2 separate regions of the Sus scrofa genome follow, and region 1 is linked to region 2. Evidence: chromatin contacts called from public Hi-C data. All regions are on one chromosome and are shown on one strand. The core of a region is the stretch at or near the end of the contact, and the rest is flanking DNA. Distances in the headings are between cores, read along the strand shown. Region 1 holds the start of SNAP23 (synaptosome associated protein 23). Region 2 holds the start of ADAL (adenosine deaminase-like protein).

What was found. Hi-C and Micro-C count contacts between places; a contact is called where the count stands out from the background.
Region 1: a Hi-C map of liver shows a contact between it and region 2, with 5 times the contacts expected there. The contact joins the promoter of SNAP23 here to the promoter of ADAL in region 2. A contact is called at or near these places in 1 of 5 promoter capture datasets (liver) and 1 of 47 Hi-C or Micro-C datasets (liver).

Annotation. Positions count from the first base shown.
Region 1 is chr1:128,885,245-128,891,107 of Sscrofa11.1, reverse strand. SNAP23 (synaptosome associated protein 23) reads left to right here and starts at 2,153. Exons shown (of 8, transcript NM_001244719.1): 1 at 2,153-2,244.
Region 2 is chr1:128,120,868-128,126,993 of Sscrofa11.1, reverse strand. It overlaps ADAL (adenosine deaminase-like protein), which reads left to right and starts at 1,303. Exons shown (of 10, transcript XM_013993097.2): 1 at 1,303-1,588. It overlaps LCMT2 (tRNA wybutosine-synthesizing protein 4), which reads right to left and starts at 1,320. Exons shown (of 1, transcript XM_003353380.4): 1 at 1-1,320. The coding sequence starts at 1,195.

The sequences.
Region 1 (5,863 bases), core at 904-3,403, 760 kb before region 2:
TGGGAACCTCCATGTGCCAAGGGTGCAGCCCCAGAAAGACAAAAAGACAAAAAAAGAAAAAAGAAAAACCTAAAAAAAATGTAAGGAGATATTCTCTTTTTTCCTCCCATCAGTGCTTTGGATTGCTTCTACTCTTACCTACCCAAGATCTTTACCTAATGACTAGCACTTCTCTTTGAAACTTTTTCTCAGTTGTGTCTTCCCTATCAGGCAGTTGGTTGGTTCTGTGTGTCTCAATTCTAACAACAACAAAACAACGGAAACAAAAAACTTTGACTCCTTGTCATCCTCTTTCGCTCCTCCCCTCAAGACCAAACTTTCCAAAGGCATTCTACAACTTGACCCCATTTCTGCATCTCCCCTCTCTCTGAACTATTGCATATGGAGGTTTCCAGGATAGAGGTCAGATGGGAGCTACAGCTGCTGGCCTACGCCACAGCCACAGCAATGCAGAATCCGAGCCACGTCTGCGACCTACACCACAGCTCATGGCCAGATCCTTAACCCACTGAGCAAGGCCAGGGATCGAACCCATAACCTCCCGGTTACTTGTCTGATTCATTTCCACTGCACCACAACAGGAACTCCGCAGTCTATCTTTCAACCTCATCATTCTATCACATGGTTTTCGCTAAGATCACCAATGACTTCTGTGTTACTAAATTGGAAGGATATTTCCCAGGCTTCATCTTCCTTGAACTTTTAGGAGTACACAAACTCCTGTGAAAGGTTTTTTATTTCCAGCACTGTGCTTTATTCTTAGTGATGCCTGGAAGCATTTCCAGATCTGCTTAAAATCTTTTTTTTTTTTTCCCTCTTTTTGCCTTTTCTAGGGCTGCTCCTTTGGCATATGGAGGTTCCCAGGCTAGGGGTCCAATTGGAGCTATAGCCGCCGGCCTACGCCAGAGCCACAGCAACTTGGGATCCGAGCCACGTCTGCAACCTACACCATAGCTCACTGCAATGCCAGATCCTTAACCCACTGAGGAAGGCCAGGGATCGAACCTGCAACCTCATGGTTCCTAGTCGGATTCTTTAACCACTGAGCCACGTTGGGAACTCCTGCTTAAGATCTTTTGATATTCTCAGTGATCATGGTAAAGTGAAAAAATGCAAGATCTTCTAAGATCTAACTTTTTTAAAAAATTGTAGTATGATTGATTTACAATGTTATGTTAGTTTCATGAGTACAGCACAGTGATTCAGATATATATATTACAAAATGTTGGGTATCATTCCCTGTGTTATACAGTAGGTCCTTATTAGTTATCTATTTCACATGTAGTAGTATCATTGCCAACTTTTTTTTTTAACAGCTGCATCTGTGGCATATGAAAATTCCCAAGCCAGGGGTTGAATAGGAGCTGAAGCTGCAGCCTGCAGCTCCAGATTCCTGGGGCATCTGTGAAGCTGCAGCAAGATGGGAGGATCCTTAACCCACTGAGCCAGGCCAAAGATTGAAACTGCATCCTCACAGAGACAACTGTTAAGTCCTTAACCCACTGAGTCACAGCAGAAACTACATCATTGCCAACTTTTAAAAACCCTTTCTCCCCTTCACCGGAAGGCGGCGCGCTTTAAGCCTCTCAAGTAGGATGAACTGCAAGGAATTTCCAGAAGGTGTTATGTTGTTCTTGGCACACTCTGTTCTCACAGTCTGGAAACTCCTATCTCCTTCCATTCCAAATTTCCGGGGGAACTCCTACTTAGCCTTCACGATTCAAAAGTCACTTCCTCCGGGAACTCTTCCAGATACCCTAAGAATAAAGCGCTTTGTTCACTGTGCCCCAACGGCGCCTCGGATTTTTCATATTCCAAGCACTATATTCTGTCCACTACAATTTGTTTACATATCTATGTCCCAGTCTAGGCAAAGGTCGGGGAGGCATTCTATTCGTTTTCTCTTCCTCAACATTCATCTCGTACATTGCCTGGTACACGGTTTGCCCTCGGTAAATGTTTATTGCATAAACACTTTCCATCTTGGGCGGGACCCGAATTGTCGGGTTAACCGGTGAGTCCCCAGACTCTTCGCCTGCGTGGCAGGGAGATTTAAACCGCCCCCCCGCCCCCACACCAGGGTGATTGGCTCCAGCTGCAGGGGTGTGTCCGCGCCCGCCGCGCCGGAGGAGCGCGCAGGCGCGCAGGTTCGGCGCGCGCAGGCGCAAGAAGAGAGCAGTTGGAGAGTCCGGCCTGCGGGTGTCCGATCTGCTGCGGCCGGAGAGGAGTGGCCGGAACTGCTTGGTGAGTCTCCAGGAGTGGGATTGAGGGAGCTGGCTGCCGTGAAGATTGGGTTCATAATCCCAAGGAGAAAGTGTATATCGTGACAGTTGAAAAACTGGTGGGGTCGGGCTTGAGGGGAGGAGGGGGCGCTCTGGCCCGAACTGAGCCGGTCCGGCCGGGCTCGAAGACGCGAGGCTCCTGGAGACTCTCTAGGGGTCAGAGGAGGAAGGGTGGAGGGATGTTGGTTCTCCGGACTTTCCTTGAAACCTAGCAGAGGTAAACTCCCACTCCCTGACTTCTCACCCTCGCAGTTGTCGGGATTAATAGACTTTATGGTGGCCACAGTGATCAGATTAATTTTCAACTACCTGTATGAAAAAGGTTTCTGAGATTCATGGCATTGGAGAGTCCATGCTCTCTAGGAAAGTCTGTACTTGGCTCGCGGCTTCACTGAAGACAAACGAAGGAAAGAGTTATTAAAAGTAAAATTCCACGGAGTAAATGGTGGTGGTGGTGGGGAAGTCCTGGAAAGTGCTGTTTCACCTGGAACTTTTTTTCATCATTAGTCACCACAATGCTAGACAAGGCAGATGGGGGTCAGAGGCAACGAAAGTCGTCAAAATTGGGAAAAGAAGATGAGAAGAGAATATAAATTTTGCCTTTTGCTACTTGCCCTCTCCTTTGGGGAGGGCTGGAGGCGATTATGGATACTGGCAGCTTATGACAGTGTTGCCTTAGCTTCCTGAAAATAATGTAGCTTCTTAGTAGAAGGTATTTCAAGAATTGAGAGTGATATTATTCCATCTGCCCTGGGACCTTAAAACTGGTTTGCAGATGTTCTGGTGAAATCCTGCAGGTTTGGCCAGATGGAAATGGTTCTTCCACTTTCTTGGTTAGCCTGAAAGATACCACGCTTGAAATTCATGAGACATCTTTAGCAAGAATACTTTGACATTTAAACTTAAAATATTTCATAGTAAAATTTTAAAATATTATTTCTTCCACCAGCAAATTTGATTCCTAAGGCATCCACTAATCACCTGCCTTTCATTCCTTTGGAAAGAGGTAATGAGAAAAAAACACTTTCATATAAATATTAACAAATATTAGGAGAAAACCCTCTTCCTATATGACCATGCTCCTTTGACAGGCCATGTGAAAGTAAATTAAATGATCATGTAACTTAACCCACAACTTAGATATCAGTGTTGCTAGGGATCTTTTTCTAGGTGCTTGTGACATGTAAATATGCCCTAGAGAATTGCTATTATCTTAGTTCCAGAATAGGAATGGCTTATTGTGTCATTATGTTTTTAACAATATTACACACTCTTTCCTATAAACAGAATTTCTGAATGCTTCTTAGTATTTGTTTCTTTTACTCTAAATTAGCTTTAGTAACAAGCTCACTGAACTGAAGGTCACATCTTTTTATCATTCAGAACCCACCCTTGAACCAAAAAGAAAGCAAACAAACAAACCTAAAAACAGACCCTGTTGCTGATGGGACAGCTGTTGTTACTTCCCTTGGTATGAACCATACCACCATCATAAAAGATTTCCAAAGTAATAAATATGTTAACTACTAAGCACGTACGTATTGCTTAAATAACAACTAAAATTTCTTTTTCTTGCTTTGCGCTTTGGAAAATAGTGCTTTGGGCCTAATTGCCTCTTTTTTTTAAATAAAATGAAGATTGGATTATCTAAACTCTAAGGGCAGAAGATTCCAAAATTCTGTGAGCCTTGTGATGGCATTCATTGTTGTGACATAATTCTAACAAACCAGATGAAAGTAGATTAGAATAGCAAAAGGGAAAAAAAGGATGTTCACTCTTTGACATTTTTGTGAAATCAACTGCCTTTGTTTTGTTTTCCTCCTGTAGTTGCTATTTCTCCTTTTTTTTTTTTTTTTTTTTTTTTTGCTTTTTAGGGCCACTCAAAGTATAAGGAATTCCCAGGCTAGGGGTCAGAATGGAATCAGAGCCACAGCTGCCGGCCTATGCCACAGCCACAGCAACGCCAGATCCGAGCTATGTCTGTGAGCTACACCACAGCTCATAGCAACGCCAGATCCCTAACCCACTGAGTGAAGCCAGGGATCAAACCCACATCCTCATGGATACTAGTCAGATTCAGTTCTTCTGTGCCACAACAGGATCTCATCTATTTCTTGAACATTCTGGAAATCTGATTTTTAGCTGGATTTGTACTCTAATTATGTATATGTTAGCATTTATAATATATGATGTTACTTGCATCCAAGAGTGCTGAACTTTTCATTCCAGAACCATGTTTTGTTTCCAGTTCTGTAGATTGACGGGGAAGTAGATGACAAGGACTGGTCTTTTCTTTGTCTTGGTGAGTAGGGGTGTGGAACAGATGGATCCAGTGCCTCTAACAATTGGAGGAAGTGGATTGTGGAGCCAGGAAACAGCATCTCCTGTTCTTTTGGTAATATTGAGCATTAGAAATGGGATTCCATTTGCAGTCATTTAAAGTTCAATTGGAGTTCCTGTCGTGGCTCAGTGGTTAAAGAATCCAACTAGGACCATGGAGTTGTGGGATTGAATCCTGGCCTTGCGCAGTGGGTTAAGGATCCAGTGTTGCTGTGAGCTGTGGCGTAGGTTGTAAATGTGGCTCGGATCCCACGTTGCTGTGGCTCCAATTCAACCCCTAGCCTGGGAACCTCCATGAGCCATGGGAACGGCCCAAGAAATGGCAAAAAAAAAAAAAAGTTCAATTACGTTTTGGTTTTATTGCAATTTAGATTGAATTGCTCCTAAATTTTTTTTGCCTTTTCGTGCTGCACTCTTGGCATATGGAAGTTCCCAGGCCAGGGGTCAAATCTGAGTTACACCACAGCCACAGCAATGTGGGATCCAGGCTGTGTCTACAACCTACACCACAGCTCTTGGCAATGCCAGATCCCCCACCCACTGAGCGAGGCCAGGGATTGAATCCACCACATGCTCATGGAACTAGTCAGATTTGTTTCCACTGTTCCACAACGGGAACTCCCAATACTAAATATTTAAATCACTGTTCACTGTATTTTTCTGGAATTCCCTCATCTTACTGATTTTTTTGAGTTCTTTGATTTAAAACTTGTTTAAAATTTATTATGACAATGTTTTGATAATTAGGTTTCTTCTTGATGCTTATAAAATAAAATCAAAACTTCTTGGTGTAGTATACAAGCCCTTCATGACCTATCTCCTGTCTGCCTTTTTTTTTTTTAGGGCCAAACATGTGGCATCTGAAGTGGTAGTTTTTTTCTCATTTTGCATTTTGCTGTTCTGACTGGGTGATTTTCACTGTCTGTCTTCCAGATCCTTTATATGTTCTTTTGTATCATCTAATCTGCTATCGACCCTTTCATATACATATATATATATGTATGTATGTTTTTTTTTTTTTTTTTTTTTTTTGTCTTTTTGCCTTTTCTAGGGCTGCACCCTCGGCATATGGTGGTTCCCAGGCTAGGCATCTAATTGGAGCCATAGCCACTGGCCTATGCCAGAGCCACAGCAACACAGGATCTGAGTCACGTCTGTGACCAACACCACTGCTCACGGCAATGTCGAATCCTTAACCCACTGAGCAAGGCCAGGGATCGAACTGCAACCTCATGGTTCCT
Region 2 (6,126 bases), core at 54-2,553:
CAAAGTCACAGTATCTTGAGAGCAAGTGAAACTTGCTCACTCGGCAGTGCCGCCCCTCCTCTTCTCCAAACCCTCCTGCACTAAGAATAACGTCTGGGCTCAAAAGGACAGAGGCATGGCCATATCTCTTAAGGTCTGGACCCTGGCTATCACTAGTGACTACACGAGCAGGGATGACTCCGGAAGGGGAGGCAGGATCTATCCGAGGAAACGTCTCTGATGCTGGGAACACTACAGTTTGGGAGACAATGTCTCCCCGAGAAGCGGCCAGAATGAAATAGTGGGAGCACTTCAGATGCCACTCCTCAAACTCGTCAAAAGGTTCAAGATTTTCTACGCGCCGGCGTTCTTCTGCGGGGAGAAAATGGCGATAAAACTCATTCATGTCCAAGGCACGGCAGGCAGTCCAGCCGGCCTGGAGAAAGCGCTGCTGCTGGGCCTCCGCGTCAGGAAAGCGGTCCAGGCCATGCAGGGGTGAATTCAGCTGCCGAAAATGTTGCTGCATGAACTGGCCGAAGGCGTCATGCGGCCTCATCTGCTCGTAAACGACAAAAAGCGCATCAGAAAAACACTGGGCGGCCCAGGCGATGAGGGCCGCGGCATTATTCGGCTCGAGGTAGGTCAGCACGGCCTCAGCCAGGAGCAGAGTCGGTGCGGCCGCGTCTAGGCCCGCGGCGGCCAGTGCCTGGTCCAACCGCTGCACCTGCCGCAGGTCCAGCCCCAGGATGCGGTAGTCCGAGCTCTCGAAGCATAGCGTTGACCCGGCGTCCCCGCGCCGGAAAGGCCCGGTTAACGCGCACAGTTCCGGCGTATCTCGAATCCTGTCCGCTTTGCGCCGCGCCACGTCCGGAAAATCCACCTCCCAGACTGCAGCCCCGGGGAGGCGGCCCGCAGCTTTAAGGCGAAAATACAGCGAGTCCGAGCCGGCGCCCAGAGACAGGATCTGGATGTGGGGCGCGCCGAGAGCCGCGCGCGTCCCCTCCAGGAATGCGCATACGCAGTGCCGCATGGCGCGTGCGCGGACGTAGTAGCCGCGGTGGATCAGCGGCGCGCGGCGCACGGACGCCGGAACTAGCAAGGCGGCAAAGGTGTCGTGCACGTACCCGCGCGCGGCCAGGGAGCTCTTGCTGAGGGCGCTGCTGTCATTGGTACTCTGCACTGCTCCCGCGCGACGCTCGCGGCTCCGCGGGCCCATGGCCTGGAGAGTCAGGAGCGGCGGTCCGTCACGGTGGTGAGCTGTCCTTTCGTTCTATACTACCTACCTCGCGGACTTCTGTACGGAAAAATCACCCTCCGTCTGTGCCTCCTCTTCCTTGGACACGTGTGCGTCACTTCCGGGAAGGGTGCAGCTCCCCGATCAGGACTGAGGAGGGTGCAGTTTGTGGTGACAGTCCGCTGTGATTGACATTCCTTTGATTATCCCGGACTGAATCTTCGAGGGAAGACTGCCAGATGCAGCTTATTATGGACACGTGGACTGTTTCTGGGAAGCGTGGGGTGTCGCTTTTCTACAAGCTTTCCTGTCTGAAGTGAAAAATTTACCTAAGTTCTAATAGAGTTCTCAGCTGTTGAGGAAAATCTTTAAGAGGTGAGTCTCTGGGGACCGACAGACAGGGTCTGCGTGGAGTGACTGGTAGAAGTGAAGCAGAGCTAGAATCACTGACTGCGGTGGGCGAGGAATAGGGGTCTTTCATCAGATATTAACTATGAGTACTTAGTAAGAGATCTCATTTAAATCTGAAAACAAGTCATTGAGGCCAGGTGCAAAATGAGGAAACCTTTACAGAGGTGATTCACCCAATAAGTGTTTCCCCACAGATGTGTTCTATTGATTCCCTTGTATTCCTGGCTCTGTGCTAAGCTGACACTAAGGGAACCACTCAGCCTCTGTTTCTGAGCTGTAAAATGACATTCCCTTGCACATTCAAAGTTCTATCTTCTGGGACAGTGTTGAATATGTCTCCAGGAGAGAGAGTCATGGAAGAGAGGTGATTATTCCCTTTTGATATGGTCTGAGTCTTGGTGGTTTAAAATAATCATCAGGTTTCTAATTTGGGTGTTTGGGAGTCATCACCAGTAGGAAATCGCTTGCAAAGATACTTAGGGCATTTGTAACTTATTAATTGGGATTTGGTGACTGACTGTAGGGGCTGAGATGGAGAAGGAAATTAAGATGACTGTAGTATGGTTACCTTGAAGCAGTGTAGCACAGTGGTGAAGGACATGCGTTTTGGAGTCCACATAATTTGGATTTGGATATTGGAACTGTGTCATTTAGATTTGGTGTTTTAAGAGCTTGTAATGACTTTAAGGAGAGCAATTTCTGTGGAGCAATAAGGGCATAATTCACTGAATGGGAGAAGGAAATGGAGGCAGCTCAAGGAGTTAGTTTGGAAGGGAAGAGGGCAGTAATGAAAGGAATGTGGGATAAAAGAAAGTTTGTTTTAATTTTTTTATGTTAAGGTGGAAACAGGTACTATGCTTGCATGGTGGTCCTCTGAGGGAAATTAGCCAGTTGGAAAGAAAGATTGAGGAACAGAAAAGTGAAGATTAACTAGTGGAGGAACAACTGGAATAGATAGGAAGTAATGGGGTCCTGGGCACAAATTAGTCTTGGAGACTGGAGAATAAATCTTCTTTCTCTGATTTATGAGGGAAGAAGGGGTATAGATAAAGATAAGTTTAAGTGTGAGGGAGGGCAGAGAGAAACAGAGAGAGTTCATGCCTGATGGCTTCTGTTCTCTCTGTAAAGCTGGTGGCTGGGTCTCCTAGAACACTTGAGGAGTTTGGAATTACCTCTGAAGGGAGTGGGAGAAGGATTCCCCTGAGCCTTGCTGGGTTTTCAGATATTCATCTCTAAAATGAGATTGTGCTGCTTTGTGGGGTGTCTCAGTGTTGATTGAAGGTCACAGGGGGGAAAAAAGAGTTGTAGAACTTGACAAAAATATACATAGTGCTGTAGAAATGAATTTTAAATGACAAGTAGTAAAATGTACATGATTGTTAGAAATGCTGCTTTTTTGGAGATCTAAGAGCAGATCTAAGAAAAATGATTCAAGAAGAAAGAGAAGTGGGGAGTTCCCGTCGTGGCGCAGTGGTTAACGAATCCGACTAGGAACCATGAAGTTGCGGGTTCGGTCCCTGCCCTTGCTCAGTGGGTTAACGATCCGGCGTTGCTGTGAGCTGTGGTGTAGGTTGCAGACTCGGCTAGGATCCCGTGTTGCTGTGGCTCTGGCGTAGGCTGGTGGCTACAGCTCCGATTCGACCCCTAGCCTGGGAACCTCCATATGCCGCAGGAGCAGCCCAAGAAATAGCAAAAAGACAAAAAAAAAAAAAAAAAAAAAAAAGAAGTGGGGCAAAATTTGTGACTTGAATACCTTATTATTTTCTGCTTATTTAAAAAAGTCTGTTTTTTCTTGTATAAAGTGGGGTAGTAATACCTCATTGGTTGTTATGAGAATTAAGTAAAATTACCATCAAAGACATTTAGCAGAGAAAGGCTGCCTCGTACTAAGTGCCTAATAGTAACAAGTGTTTTTATTATTCTGAGTTCCCCTTGTGGGCTGGGGGTGGAAGGAAAAAAATTCTCTAGGAGAACAGGAGACCTAGTTCTGGCCCTGCTCTAACTTGATGAAATATTAGTACAAATGTAGGAAAATCTTATTTCAGTGTGGTGCCATTCAGTGCCTCACTCCCACTCCAGCTGTTTCTGGCCCTTGCCAAAACCCGGCCCAGGGAGACTGAATTTGGCAGGCCATGGAATTAATAGCAGTACCTTAGGCAATGATCAGTTAAACAATGACTTCTTTAAATGTATAAAAATTGTGCTGGTTTTGATGGCTTTCAAATTTCCATAGGTTAACGTTGTAGCCGGTGGGTCAGTAAATTTACTCATAACCAGTTAAAGGTCAGTCCGAGGGTGGTTTGAAATGTTCCACAAAATAAGGTTAGGATTCTAGAGTAGGATTGAAAATGTATATGAAAAGTTAGCCACCTGTCAGATATGTTACTAGCCTGCTATGTAAAATGTCCTAAATACTTTTTAAGGCTGTCATTCTGTTGTCTAAACATAAAAGTTCTTCCCTCTCATAACTCATAATAATAAAACTATTTTACAAGGTTTACTAAAAAGTTATTTATCTTATCAACAAATCTTTAATTGTTTTAATTAATTTATTAAATTATTAATAAGTGAATTTAAATTTATTAGTAATTAAAAATTTTAAATTATTTCAAAAAGTAATCAGTTGTAAAACCTTCAAATTATGCAAAACTATATAAGGTAAATAAAAATAAAATTCTGTCCCCTGACCTTTGCCACTTCCAACCCACTTTCTAGTGGTAAGTTTTCTGTGTTTCCTTTCATGTCTGTTTTAGGAATAAGGACATATATATATAAAAGTGTGTGTACACACACGCTTTGTTTATAAACATCATCTTTCTAAACAATATATTTTGCAACTTACTTTTTGGAAATAACACTATATTGTAGAAGTCTTTCCATATAGTCATAGATATTCAGTTGGATGGATATATAATTAATTTAGCCACTATTCTACTGATGGACATTTAGGTTGTTTCCAATTTTTTGCAATTATAAATAATGCTGCAAGAAGTGTATTTGTACATATCCTGTTAGATATGGGATAAATCCTGAAAGTAGAATTATTGGGTCAAAAAGTGTGTGTGTGTGTTGGTATATATACCAAATTGCTTTCCAAAAAGATCATACCAAGTTCTGCTCCCACCAGAACTTTTACTCTCACCTTCACCCATATAGGGTATTCTTCTGAGATTCAGCTTTTTTTTTTTTTTGGATAATTTCACAAGTAAGTCTTCCACATGAACTTTAGAAATCAATTCCTTTTTTCTTTCTTTCTTTTTTTTTAATGGCTGCACCTGTGAAATATGGACGTTCCAGGGCCAGGGATGGAATTGGAGTGGGAACTGCAGGCCTATGCCACAGCCACACCAGATCAGAGCCACATCTGCAACCTAGGCTGCAGCTTGTGGCAACCCCAGATCCTTAATCTACTGAGCGAGGCCAGGGATGGAACCCACATCCTCAAGGACACTGTGTTCGGTTCTTAACCCACTGAGCCACAAAGGAAATTCCAAAAATCAGTTTCTAAGGAATAATTTTGAGAATATTTTGATTTACTTTATAAGTCAGTTTATGATGGGAACTCCATGGTGGCTACTTTGAAAATCACTAAATTTCATTTGGAATTTTAATCTTAATCTATAAGCCACCTTCAGAGGTGAAGGAAAATTAGAATTTATTTGTTATGTACAATGTGCTGGGCACTGTGCTAGTTCCTAGGAAGGTGGAGTAAGTCTTAGTCCTTGTTCTTAGGAAGTTTATATAGTCTGGTGAGGGAGAAAGACAAGTCAGTCAGTGATTGACCTACAGTATGATAAAGTGCTGAGTTAAAGGCCGTCACTGGATTATATGGGTGCGTAGAAGAGGGGCACTTAAATTACTTTATTAATCTTCACAGGTGCTCTGCATGTTTTAAAATTGTAGTTGATTTACAGTGCTCTTCATTTTTATCCAGTTTTCACAAATAAGGAAACAAGCCATGAGGTTAAGTGACTAAGGCCACATGAGTACTAAAGGGCAGAACTGGTAAAAGGATTAACCTAAGTCCACCTGGCTCCAGTGCCTCTCCTCTTCCTTTATATATTTTAAACCAATCAAAAATGCAAATTTTTTTGGAGTTTTTGTTGTGGCTCAGTGGTAACGAATCTGACTAGTATCCATGAGAGTGTGTGTTCAACCCCTGGCCTGGATCAGTGGGTTAAGGATCGGGTGTTGCAGAGAGCTGTGGTGTAGATTGCAGATGAGGCTCAGATCCCAAGTTGCTGTGGCTGTGGTGTAGGCTGGAAGGTGCAGCTCCAATTTGAACCCTTGTCTGGGAACTTCCATATGCTGTGTGTGCAGTCCTAAAAAGCAAAACCAAAAAAAAAAACCTTTTTGACCCCAAATAGTTTTTTAGGAATTTTTAAAGAAGTAATTTTGTAGAAAGTGCTAATATGTAAAGGAATATACTCTATTAAATTTCAGATTTTAATACACCTCTTACCAGCTTGAGGCCTATTCCTATTTCCAGTTCAGATTGTTGG